Linked DNA regions of Mus musculus: region 2 is linked to region 1. A link is a contact called in public Hi-C data. All regions are on one chromosome and are shown on one strand. The core of a region is the stretch at or near the end of the contact, and the rest is flanking DNA. Distances in the headings are between cores, read along the strand shown.

What was found. Hi-C and Micro-C count contacts between places; a contact is called where the count stands out from the background.
Region 2: a contact with region 1 is called in a Hi-C map of Sertoli cells, with 2.4 times the contacts expected there. The contact joins two enhancer-like sites. A contact is called at or near these places in 13 of 484 Hi-C or Micro-C datasets (the AML12 cell line, CD8 T cells, the G1E-ER4 cell line and 8 more) and 3 of 9 other capture datasets (adipose tissue, liver and pancreatic islet).

Annotation. Positions count from the first base shown.
Region 1 is chr2:91,687,289-91,693,886 of GRCm38.p6, forward strand. Atg13 (autophagy related 13) reads right to left here. Exons shown (of 17, transcript NM_001355419.1): 4 at 5,140-5,259; 5 at 2,503-2,549; 6 at 1,353-1,493. Among named protein-coding and RNA genes, the nearest start is that of Atg13, 20 kb to the right of the region's middle. Within about 2 kb of position 2,358, at least 32 of the 459 cell types and tissues checked have an H3K27ac peak or open chromatin away from gene starts, as enhancers often do. A contact at or near this core is called in Sertoli cells, where this site is marked.
Region 2 is chr2:91,765,673-91,772,270 of GRCm38.p6, forward strand. It overlaps Ambra1 (autophagy/beclin 1 regulator 1), which reads left to right. Exons shown (of 18, transcript NM_172669.3): 2 at 775-1,028; 3 at 1,385-1,443; 4 at 2,018-2,201; 5 at 3,243-3,415; 6 at 5,239-5,305. The coding sequence starts at 894. Among named protein-coding and RNA genes, the nearest start is that of Ambra1, 39 kb to the left of the region's middle. Within about 2 kb of position 4,254, at least 1 of the 459 cell types and tissues checked has an H3K27ac peak or open chromatin away from gene starts, as enhancers often do. A contact at or near this core is called in Sertoli cells, where this site is marked.

The DNA.
Region 1 (6,598 bases), core at 1,108-3,607:
TTCCAGGACAGCCAGGGCTACACAGAGAAACCCTGTCTCAAAAACAAAACAAAACAAAACAAAACAAAACAAAACAAAACAAAACAAAACAAGTCTAATAATTCTCAACAAACACACAACTTGATATCTGAGAGAGAAATGTTAGGGAACTGTCAAGTTAGAGTTAAGGAAGACTTACTTGGTAAATATTCTCAGTAAGTTTGCTCCTGTGTAACTGGCAATTATCTTTGGTCCCTCCATACTAAAATGGTAGTCCTACAGGTCAGCTCTACTTTTGACAAAGGCTAAAATCAACAGCTCCTCTCCAACACAAAGCATTCCTGATGACTTTACTACATCCCCTCCCCACCAGCTGACCAGGCAAACTAACAAGGGATCTGATGCTCCACCCTGCCCACCTAGGCTTGATCAGCTACTGTCCTCTCTATGTGCAGTCAGTGATCTGTGCTTCTAGGCCATCCTGTTCTACACAGCACATTACAGGACAGCCAGGGGCACATGGAAAGACCCGTCTCAAAAACACCAACTTCCACTCCCCCACACAGGAGGGAAAACCCCACCACTAAGTATAGAGCCTCTATACCTCATAAACTACTTGCACTAAAATGGAACTCAGGAAAACATGCTGAGGTGAATTACTGACCTCACAGACAATACTTAAACTGCTGACTAGTTCTTTTCAGCTATAGACAAATACTCTTAAACTGAATTAGCGCTTTGTCAGACCTAGGAAGTTGAATTTAGCTCTGGAAGAGAAGAGGCTATAGAATCATTCACGGAAAGCTTATTTGTTTGCTTGTTTGCTCTTGTGTCACCCAGGATGGCCTCAGAGTTAAGCAGCTGAGGATGCGTTTGAACACTTGTTCCTCCTGCTTCCAGCCCCTCAGTGATGGGATTAAAGGCATGTGCTACCACTGCCCGGCACAAAGCGTTTTTTAAGGAAATTAAAATTGGCTGGGCTTAGTGTGCACACCTTCCTTCACTCCGAGCACCTGGGAAGTAGAGGATCTCTCTGAGTTCAAGTCCATCCTGGCCTACATAGCAGTAAGCAACAGGACAGCTAAGACTACACAGTGAGACACTGCCTCAGAAAGAGAAAAGGGGGTCAAGAGAATAAACAAACAAACAAACAAACAAACAAACAAATGTATGTTTGCAGGAATTTATCATCCATCCCCCAGGAACTGGAACTATACCGAGACAAAAGGGCAGTTGGTCTAGTGACTCTGAAAAGCTGAGGTTCATGAGGACAGTTGCAAAACTATAGCGTTATAAGTAATCAAGAACACGTGAATGCCAGACAGTGTGCACTGTAAGGAGGCTGAGAAGTAAAGCAAGATCCTTGATCTTACCTGTACAAAATTACATATTCATGCCCTTGCTTCCTGGAGAGTCGATAGGCTGGTGTCACCCTTGTAATAGCGAGAAGAGACTTCAGCAGCAGTGACAATCGGTTGTATACAGTGTAGGAAACTTTGATTTCTTTGTCACACCTGAGGAGCACAAAAACACTGCCAGTCTATCTTTTGGGACGCTGCAAGTCTGCAAAACACATTCTGAACTAAAGATGTACTTAGAGCTCTACCAACACATTGCTGAAGTAAGCCAGCGTGTGCTTCTTCTTATATTAGACACAGGCAAGCACCAGAACCCTCTGTTTTTATCTACTTCTAAAAAGGCAGTATAAAAACAACCCAACAATATTGCAAATTGTACTCAACCTGCTGCTTATTTCCAAGGTTCTGTCTTATGAGCTATTTAGTTGTATGCTGAAAATCTGGAGGAAAAAACTTACTTGGTACAAAAATTTTGGATAATAACCTATCAACTACTTTCTATTCAAGAAAAACAAATGTCCATACTCCACACATGTTCTATTTGAAAACTCAAGCTTCGGGGCTGGAGAGATGGCTCAGTGGTTAAGAGCACTGACTGCTCTTCCAGAGGTCCTGAGTTGAGTTCCCAGCAATCACATGGTGGCTCACAACCATCTGTAATGGGATCCAAGGCCCTCTTCTGATGTGTCTGAGGACAGCTACAGTGTACTCGCATATATAAAATAAATAAGTCTTTAAAAAGAAAAAAAGAAAACTCAAGCTTCAGGCAGGTGGTGAGCTAATCTGCCTTGAAAAACAATAATAGGGAAGGAGTAAAATTCCAGCCCATCGAAGTATGGGAGACCTCACTGACGGCCATGTTGCTGGATCTTACAGGGGACTTCATCAGAGAACGAGCTGTTCTCTGGGAAAACAAGAAATCTTTTGCATGGCTGCTGTGGCTCCTTTCTCCATTCTGAGTGAATTGCCCTGGACACACACCCCTCTGAAGGTCATCTCTGTGCTAGGCTGGAAGCCAAGCGTGAAGCCCGTCATAGCCAAGCCTGCTGGCTCTGCTGAGTGGTCAGAACGCCTCTCTGTGGCTGACTACAAAGCCTGCTTTCACATGATGTCACTGCTTAGCCTCAGCCCCCATAACCAAGGAGTCTGACACAGAAACACTTACTTTTCATTCATTTCAAGACACCAAATTTCCAACTCCATAGAATCTCCCTACAGACGGGACAGGAGAAATATATTTCAATATAAATAAAGAAATAAACCAAAAGGAAAAAAAAACCCAACTTATTGAAAAACAGCAACTTTCTAAAAAGCTGGATCATTTTTATCTTACTTTTCAACAAACATGGAATTTTCCTTTTAACTAAAAATTAGAGAGGAGAGGGAGACAGAGAAATAAAGATTGAGAGACTGAACTTTCTTATCTTTTGTTACACTGGGGATCAACTGCAGGCTTCATGCTCTCTGTGAGTCTCCTCAGCAACACAGGCAGAATCTCCACACTTTGTGTTCGTGGTTACACTGTATACTATGACTAGCATTTTATTCAGCCACATCTCATATTTTTTTTAGTTATTTCTACTTTTTTTTAACCACTACAATAAAAATAAACAGCATTGAGGGGCAAGGCATAGTGGTCTACAACTGCAACCCCAGAGCTTGGGATGTGAAGGCAGGAGCATCAGGAGTTCAAGGTCACCCTTGGCTGTATAGCAAGCTTAAGGCAAGTCTGAACTATCTTGAGATTTTGTTACAAACAAACAGGGCTGGAAGAAAACACACACACACACACACACACACACACACACACGCACGCACGCACGCACGCACAAGCACTGAGAGATGTATACATCCTCTGTATACATCCTCAATCTCTAAGCACATTTCTAGATTTAAGGTAGCTGGCTAAGAAAATAGACTGTTTTCAGTTTGCCCTTTCTTCCTTAGTGTTGGGGGTGGGGCCACAGCATACACACTGAAGCCAGAGTACCATACTGTACCTTGTGCTGGTTCTCTTCTACTACACAGATTCAGGGAGCAAACGTCAGTCATCAGACTTGATGACAAGCGCCTCACCCACTGAGCCATACCAGCAAACCTAGGCTCTATTTTCTGAGACAGTCTGATGCTCACTTAGGCTGAACATACATTAAAATTGGAACAGGAGAGTCTCATATAAGATAGACTGGCTAAAAACCTCTCAATCCTTCTGCTTCCATTTCCCTAGTGCTGGGATGGGGTGGGGGCACCACACTGGACAGGAGTATGTGGTTTGGATAGTGCTTTGCAGGGCTCTGTACATGCACCTGGGCTATACTACTTGTCTCCATCTCCAGTCCTAAAACTTCGATGTACCTTCTCTAAACCACCCTTTAGAAAGGCTGAAAACATCCAAGTGATGGGAGAGCCTTTCACTTCACTTCTACAGGTGCCAATTTTAAAGTGACATCTGTCATGATAAATATTATTTGGGAGTTTCAACCCTACCTTTCATAATTTAGTTCCCAAATAAAAGACACAAAACATTTATATTTATAATAGGTCTTAAAGCATTAGAGCTGGGCAGATAACAACCTCTGTTATTTTCTCTACTTATCCATCATTATCACTTGAGATTTTAAGTAAATTTAGAATGCCACTACAGTTCACATGTGTTGCTTTTGAAATTAAAGCATTACACTGATTTAGAATCGAGGTGAACTATTTGAGCAGGGTGGTAGCACACAGGAGACAAGCGACAGGCAGATCTCTGTAAATTCTAGACTACAGTGGTCTACACCATGAGGTCAGGTGGGACTTCCTGCTGATAAAATAAAGCCAATTGCAAATAGTCTAAAATCCAAAATGACACATTTTTTTTCTTAAAGGTTCTATGTAATTTTTGCATAATAGTAAGTAAAAAATGTTCTTAGTAATGTAAAAGCTAAATGCACATCAATCTTAAATTCATATGAACAAAAAGGGAAACTGTAGAGAAAATATCCTGTGTATTGTATGGATTCATCACCTGTCAATTAAAAAAACTAATGTCCTATAGGAAAGAAAGGGTAGAATCTGGTGGGACATCTGGGAAGCAGAAAGAATTTTGGTGCCTGAGCACAGGTAACCAGTCATGTGGCACCATGTAGGTTAAAATAAATGGGTTATTTTAGTTATGATCTAGTTAGAGAAGAGCCTAGCTATATGGCCAAGGTATGTGTAAATATATTTTGTTTTTTTTTTTTTTTTTTTTTTTTTTTTTTTGGGTTTTTTGGTTTTTCGAGACAGGGTTTCTCTGTATAGCCCTGGCTGTCCTGGAGCTCACTTTGTAGACCAGGCTGGCCTCGAACTCAGAAATCCGCCTGCCTCTGGGATTAAAGGCGTGCGCCACCACGCCCGGCTGTAAATATATTTTGATCTGAGACTGATTTCTGGTGCATGGGGCTGGGAGGAAGAACCCGACCTAATGTCTACAGACATTAGTTTAGAAAAGGTTATTATTACTTAAGTTACTTTTTTTTTTAGCTGATTCCATTAGTGAAACCGTCCTGTATATTATTCTGAGCAAGTGAGCAAGAAAATGCTAAATGCAGAATTCCTCAGCCTTGTAACATTCCTGCATTATATAAGCATGGGCAATAACTAGGCTTAATACCCAGCATAACAAAAATAAATAAATAGATAAATAAATAAGCCCCAATTCAAAAAATGATGAGAAACTCAGAAAGAAAAGGAACATGTATCAAGCTAAAAATGAATTGGAAGCAGAGGATGAAGAGCCTTGCATGCAAAATAAGACCCCCAAGTCCAGCCGTTGCCTTACCTCAGAAGTCTTGAGTGAGATTTCCACACACATAGATCGCCCCACAGCAGGCAGCTGCCCTGACAGGGCCTTCTTTGCTTCATGGGTGACTTCTGGGATGTCTTTGATTGCTAAATTGAACTAAAAACCAAGAGCAATTTATGTGTGAAACCATCTCAAGGAGTATTATAGGGACATAGAGTAGTGCATGCAGGTATTGCTTTAGTATTAGAAACATTAAGCTACTTCTTCCTTCCCTATGGAAAACAGTTTGTACTGGAGCCTCTCAAGTCTCAGGCTATGGGAATGTAATGGCCCAGGGGAAAGGGGGAAGGGTCACAGAAGCTTAAACCACAGATACCCCAAATATGAGAATGGCAGGACTTGGCTGTCTCCCTGCTCTCAACCTGGTGCCATAAAGCTGCACCCCCACCCCCACCTCAATCAGAATCTATTACCCGACAGTTATAAGCCTCAGTCCTTGCTTAACTTGTTCATGTCCCGCCCTCCCTACAGCCCCTGAGTACTCAGATGAAGCATCTTCCAACACCCTTGCCATGGCCAAGGGCCAATGGTATGTGGTCACACAAACCATGGCTACCTCCCTAGGGGCATAAATACCCCCTTTCTTTCTAGCTGTCTTCAGATACTCCAGAAGAGAGTGTCAAATCTTGTTACAGATGGTTGTGAGCCACCATGTGGTTGCTGGGATTTGAACTCGGGACCTTTGGAAAAGCAGTCCGTGCTCTTAACCGCTAAGCCATCTCTCCAGCCCCCTAGATCCCCCTTTCTCCAAAGCTGTTCCGGGAATGTTTGTTGCCTGTGCACTCAGCTGACCAGGCTCCTGTACTGCACCTACAATTAGCTTCCCTCCCTCTAGGCCAATTCAGTGCACAATGGGCCTGGTTACCCCAAGGAGACATGGACAAGGGGCAGTATAAGGCTAAAAAGGTTACCTTCTACAAAGATTAGCAACCAAAAGACTATTTTATTTCTTAAGTACTAAATTTTACCATCTGTTACAGCAGAAAATCAAGGCCCAGATGAATAGGAGACTAATTTTTATAAAGAATGTACATACTCTCTATATAAGGAGTCAAATGATTTAGCAACCCTATAAGCAGTACGCCTCACATGGCAGTAGGACCTCTTATATTCATTCCTTTTGACAAACATCATACTGTATACACACCCATTAGCAAATAGAAATTTACCCAATCTGGCCGGGCAGTAGTGGTACACACCTTTAATCCCAGCGCTTGGGAGGCAGAGGCAGGAGGATTTCTGAGTTCGAGGCCAGCCTGGTCTACAAAGTGAGTTCCAGATCAGCCAGGGCTAAACAGAGAAACCGTCTCAAAAAACTGAAAAAAAGAAAGAAAGAAAGAAAGAAAGAAAGAAAGAAAGAAAGAAAGAAAGAGAGAGAGAGAGAAGGAGGGAGGGAGGGAGGGAGGGAGGGAGGGAGGGAGGGAGGGAGGGAAGG
Region 2 (6,598 bases), core at 3,004-5,503, 80 kb after region 1:
TATGTGTGGAAGCCAGAGGTAGATGCTGGGTATCTTCCTCAATTGCCCTTCACCTTATTTTTGTGACAGGGCTTCTCACTGAAACTGGAGCTCATTGACGTTACTAGGCTAGTCAGTCAGTGAATTCCAGGAATCTACTTGTCTCCATTTCCCAGTGCTAGGATACAGGTAGTATATACTACAGTGCCTGGCTTTTTACATGGGTGCTGAACTCATGCTTGGGTGGCAAGCTCTTTACCCACTGAACCATCTCTCTGTCTCTCCAACTGTTTAATTTTTTGTTGTGCTAGGGATTGATTGAGCCCAGGGCCTGTACCACTAGACCATACCCATAACTGTACATTTTGTTTTTAAGAGAAAATTTTTTTTTGTTATTGTTGTTTTGTTTTTCAAGTCAGGGTTCTCTGTGTAGCCCTGGCGGTCCTGGAACTCAACTCTGTAGACCAGGCTGGCCTCAAACTCAGAAATCCACCTGCCTCTGCCTCCCGAGTGCTGGGATCTTGCCACTGCCCGGCAAGAGCAAATTTTCTGCTTTATGAAAGAATAAGAACTGAATATGGTCAGTGGTCGAAAATGTCGAGTTTTTCATATATAAAGTAAAAGAACTATGACAAGATAAAATATTTTTGAAAGAAAAATTCTAGAAGATGTACCTTTTCTAGGAAACAATAAATATGAAAAGAACACTTTCTCCTTTGAGTTAGAATTGTACTTGTAATGGGAGCCTCTCTGGTGTAGAATAGGCATTATTTGACATTATTCTTCATTCCTTAGATTTCCATGAGGACAGCTGACAAGGACCTGAATGGCCTCATTTTAGCTATTTCTGTGTGTGGAGCTATTGCTTGCTCCTTCAGTTCTGATCCCTGGTGCGACAGTGGCTCCTGAGCACCATGAAAGTTGTCCCAGAGAAGAATGCTGTACGAATCCTCTGGGGCCGAGAACGGGGCACTCGTGCCATGGGTGCCCAGCGGCTTCTGCAGGAGCTGGTGGAGGATAAGACTCGATGGATGAAATGGGAGGGCAAGGTAAGCAAAGTGTTCTTGACCTAGGATTTGTGGAGATGACAGTAAATTGGCACCTTTGAATAGATTAATGGTAGAATAGGGATATAATTTATCTTGTCCCTGAGACTTGATATAGCTAATTTGGGAAATTGGTTTATAATGTAAAAGATAAGACTAGAAATGTTCTTCCTGAACTTAGATTTATCTTAATTTATAATTTGATTATTGTCTCCAGATTTTTAGTTTGCACTGTGATACTAATCTAGAGTGGTTTCTGTACTTAAAAGTCAGAGTAAGCCCAACTTTATAAATCATGCTATGCTGTGTGTGTGTCTGTCTGTCTGTATATATTTACTTATTTGTTTGTTTTCTCTCAGAGAGTAGAACTGCCTGATAGTCCACGCTCGACCTTCTTACTGGCCTTCAGCCCAGACAGGTACCTAATACTTAGCTGTAGCTTAAGATTTGATGTGGCTTTCTGTACTCTTGGCTTAGCTTGTTCATTCAGATTAATCCCTAGAGACCCTTTGAAGCACTGGATGAATGTGTGAAGGTGTATATGGTGTACACACACACACTCTATTATTTATAATTATATAATTATATAATTATATAATTATATATATATATATATATATATATATAATTATACTATATATTAGAAATGGAGAGAAAGTAAACAAACAATGCCAACCAGAAGAATAAAAAGAATTGTAAAGAGAATGGTGAAAGTCAAGGCTCAGAAGATAACATTGCTTTGCTTGACCAGTAGACACCAGCAATGAAGGCAATATGTGTTATTTAGCGACAGTGTGGGAAAACCAGAAGCCTTTAAAAATGGGAATATTTCTGTTTTGTGTAGAGAAACTACCTAGTAGGCATACCTTAATTTTTTTTCATTTGTAGTGAGTAGTGTAGGGAATAATGTTGGGATTTTTGTTTTCTAAAGCTGGTAATATTTATTCTCCCCCTACATGCTTCTTAATTATTCCTACATTTTGATTCTCTAGGACTCTCTTGGCATCCACACATGTGAACCATAACATCTATATTACAGAGGTTAAGACTGGCAAGTGTGTTCACTCTCTGATCGGACACCGCCGTACTCCATGGTGTGTCACTTTTCACCCCACCATCTCAGGCCTTATTGCTTCTGGTTGCCTAGATGGGGAAGTTAGGATTTGGGATTTACATGTAAGTATTTTTTGGGCTGCTTATTTCCCTTTGGTATTCCAGACACAGAGACTTGTTTGCCATTGGATTCTTACTTCTGGCTGAGAAACTAACCACTTTGTTAGGACTGGTAGACATTGCTTACTTAAAGGATGGATATTCTAGTTTGTACTTATCCATTATGAAGTAAACAAACTTTTCTTCTGCCTGCTCATTTTAAGATTGTATAGCAGGAGGCTCTAACATGAGTTCAGTATCGACTTCCTTTGTCTTGGAGTACTCTGCTCATGATCATCACACAAGACTTGTCCTGATGATAGACTAGTGGGTTGCTTTCACTATGTTTGCACCAAGCTGGAATGTTCACAGGTGTCAGAAACAGGAACTAAGTAGAGGCTTTGTAATTGACTTGAAGACAGTAATTGTTCTATAAATTATTGGCACTGTTAGATGACTGTTCATATACATTATTTTATAAAAGACATGTTTAAAGTAAGCCCTATAAGAACTCATTTTATCTCAAATGGAAATTTATTTAGAGACAGAGCCTTGATATGCAAATCTGACTGGTTTGGAAATGACTATGTAGACCAGGCTACCCTCAAACTCATGGAGATCCACATGCCTCTGCCTTCTGAGCGCTGGGATTAAAGCCATCTACCACTGTACTCTGATAAAGATTGTAATTGAAAGTGGAAATACTAGGAATCAAACCCAGGGGCTTCATCCATACGAAAGTATATGCTTTACCACTGAGCTATATAGTTCCATCTAGACCCCTCCTCTTTTTCACTCCCTCCATCCCTCCTCTTCCCCTCCCTATCCCCCTCTTTTTTTTCTTTTATTTCTTTTTTTGTTTGTCTTGCTTTTTGACACTACTGTCACGATACAGTCCAGGCTGGCCTCAAGTTTGTGGCAGTCTTCTTGCTTTGCTTCCCAAGTGCTGGGATTATAGGTGTAAGTAATCATATTTAGCTCTTCAATGTAATTCTCTTCACATGGACTCCCCAGTCTGTTAGCAGTTTGTAATCTGAGAATAATTTTGGATTGGTTCATTTGCAGGGGGGCAGTGAAAGCTGGTTCACAGACAGCAACAATGCCATAGCCTCCTTGGCTTTCCACCCTACGGCTCAGCTTCTACTAATTGCCACTGCAAATGAGATCCATTTCTGGGATTGGAGTCGTCGGGAGCCCTTTGCTGTGGTGAAAACAGCCAGTGAGATGGAGCGTGTCCGGTGAGTGCCACGTTCTGTCAACTGTATCAGGCACCAGACAGGAAAGACCATTTATAACTACTGTTATTTCAGGAGACAGGTTGTTATCCCTACTTAGGGCAGTCAGTAGTCTTCTTTAGGGTATTTGTTAGCATCATCATGGCTGATTAGCCCAGAAACAGTTCATTTTGTTTATGGCCTCATCTTGTGGTCTCTGCAGGTCAGGGTCATTTGGTAAAATCCTACTTAGGTTCTAGGCTGCCTGCACTTGGGATTACCTTTTGAGAAGCCTCTCAAAAATAAATGGGTAATTTGATAGCTTGGTGGCTGATTGTTCATTATTGGCTATTTACTTATATTTATTATATCTATATCCAATTATAAAAAAGACATAAACATGTATCTGGGCTACATAAGGAGTCTAAGTCTTCCTGGACTAGTTAACAAGACTCTGTCTTAAAAAACAAAATACCAAGCTAGATGTAGTTGTCCACACCCTAATCTCAGCATTTGGTAGGTAGATCCAGCAGAGGTAGGTGGATCTCTGTGAGTTTGAGGCTGTCTTGGTCTACAAAGTGAGTTTCAGGATAACCAGAGTTATATAGTGAGACTGTCTTAACAAAACAAAACAAAACAACCCAAAATATCAAAACCACAATATAGCTGGGGATGTAGTAAGATTGTTCAGCTCTTGCCTGTTACATATATGGCCTTGTATTCAGTTTTCTGCACTACAGAAACAAGATATACACTACCTAAGTTAGACTGGATAAATTGTTTTCTTTGGCTGCTTTTGACCATACTGTGACTGGATATAGACTGGTTTTCTGGCTTCCAGCCATATCACTTTGTACTGATACTTTGTTGTCACTAGAGTAAGTACTTTTTGCCAAGTGTAGCAGCTTTATGAAGGGAAACCTGAATCTGTGTGGCAGCATTCTGATTTACCATTTAAATGGGCTCTTAGATGTTGAACAGATACTTATTTAGTGTAGCTGCTAAATGTGATGTGAGCCTGGATGTTTTTCAAAACTGGAACCATGGCCTGAGGATGTAGCCCAGGTTAATAGAATAGCTTGTCTTGCATGAATGAAGCTTAGAGTTGGATCCCTAGTATCACATATGGTGAGTGTGTTGGTGCACACCTGTAATGCCAATGCTGAGATGGTAAAGGCAGAAGAGTCAAAAGTTAAAGGTCTTCTGTAACCAGCTGTTGACTTGTAAGCTAGCCTGAGGTATATAAGACCCTGCTTAAAAAAAAAAAAAGGAAAAAAGAAAAAAAATGAAATCTCCTTTTTTCTTGTTGACTTGTAAGCTAGCCTGAGGTATATAAGACCCTGCTTTAAAAAAAAGGAAAAAAGAAAAAAAGAAAAAAAAAGAAATCTCCTTTTTTCTATTTAATATTCATTTATTTTTATTTATATTAATACACTGTAGCTGACTTCAGACACAAGAAGAGGACATCAGATCCTATTACTGATGGTTGTGAGCCACAATGTGGTTGCTGGGAATTGAACTCAGGACCTCTGGAAGAGCAGTTACTGCTTTTAACTGCTGAGCCATCTCTCCAGCTCTGAAATCTGTTTCTTAACGCATTAGGAAACAACATAAAGTCTTATTTTATTGTCTTTAAAAGTTTTTTGAAAGACTAGGTAGGTGTGTAGCATTCAGGAATCTGAGGCAGAACATTTGTGAGTGTGAAGATGACCTGGATTGCATAGATAAACTGTCTTTAGAAGAGAGTGGGAGGTGGAGAAAATAGAGAGTTTTAAAAGTATGAAGGGGTAGTCAATTTTCATTTCTCAGTTAACATGATCTTTGTCTCTTATTCTTTTGTATTTCAGCCTGGTGAGATTTGATCCACTTGGACACTACTTACTTACAGCTATTGTTAACCCTTCTAATCAGCAGGTAAGAGTCTAACAGTCCAACTCTAGCTGAATTGGGAGGTATTTTCTAAACTAGCACTCTAATTTTGATTATTATTATTTCTTTATTATTAAATATCTATTATGTATTATAATAATGAATTTATTATTACTAAAATGCAATTCTGATTATATTTTAGTTCTTAACATTTCTGTAATTCTTTTCCATCAAGATTTTAATTAATTTCTGATGATATTGAAAGTTACAGACATAATTTTCACATGAGTCAATTTTTTAACCTTTGTGAATAAATCATGATAAACAAGCCTTGTCAGAGCTGCAGAAATGACTCAGGTGTTAAAAGTTGTGTACAGGACCTGAGTTCAGTTTTCAGTCCCTTCTGTTGGGCTACTTACACCTGCTCATAACTCTAGCTCCAAGGAATCCAATGCCTTTTTCTGGCCAGTTCTCAGTGTTTAGATGTGTGTGGCATATACCCACACAAAGGCCCACACGTATCCATAAACAAACAAACAAACAAACAAACAGACTATAATTTTAAAAAACATATGTGGGAATTTTGCCTGATTGTGTGTCTGTGTAATGTGTTTATGTAGTGACCACAGAGGCCAGAAGATTAGATTTCTTAGAACTGGTGTTACAGGCAATTGTAACCACCATGTGGATTCTGGGAACCAAACCCAGGTCCTCTGCAAAAGCAACAAGTGTTTTAACCACTGAGCCATCTCTCTGGCTTCTAAAAATAAATCTTAAAAAGAAAGAAGTAGCCAGAGGCTGGAGAAATGGCTCAGCAGTTAAGAGCACTTGATGTTTTTGCAGAGGACCTGGTTTGAATGCCAGCACTCAATGTAGCAGTTCCCAGCCATTTGAATTCCAGTTCTAGGTATCTGATTGCTTCTGCTGACCTCCATAGACACCATACATGTATGTGATGCACATAAATACATACAGGCAAAAACACTCAGACGTAAAGTACAAATAAATCTAAAATAAAAAGGAAATAACTTGTCTTCATCATGCTTATCACTCGTATGCCCCTGGCTGGTTGCTTTTGTTTCCCTTACTGCTTCTATGTCACAGAGATGCCTTTTTTAAATAATTGTTTTGCCAGCTGTACCCATTTAGATATGTTGCCAATTGGAAATGAATAATTTAATACCATATGGTGGTTTTGAATCTGAAGCCAGTTTTCATTACCTTATGGGGAGAGAGGTTTTACTTATCCATGGAGGTGGTTCTTCTTGGATGATTATCAGTCAACTTTAAGTTTCTCTTGATTTGTTTGGCGGTTCTATCTGTTGTGCTCTACTCTGT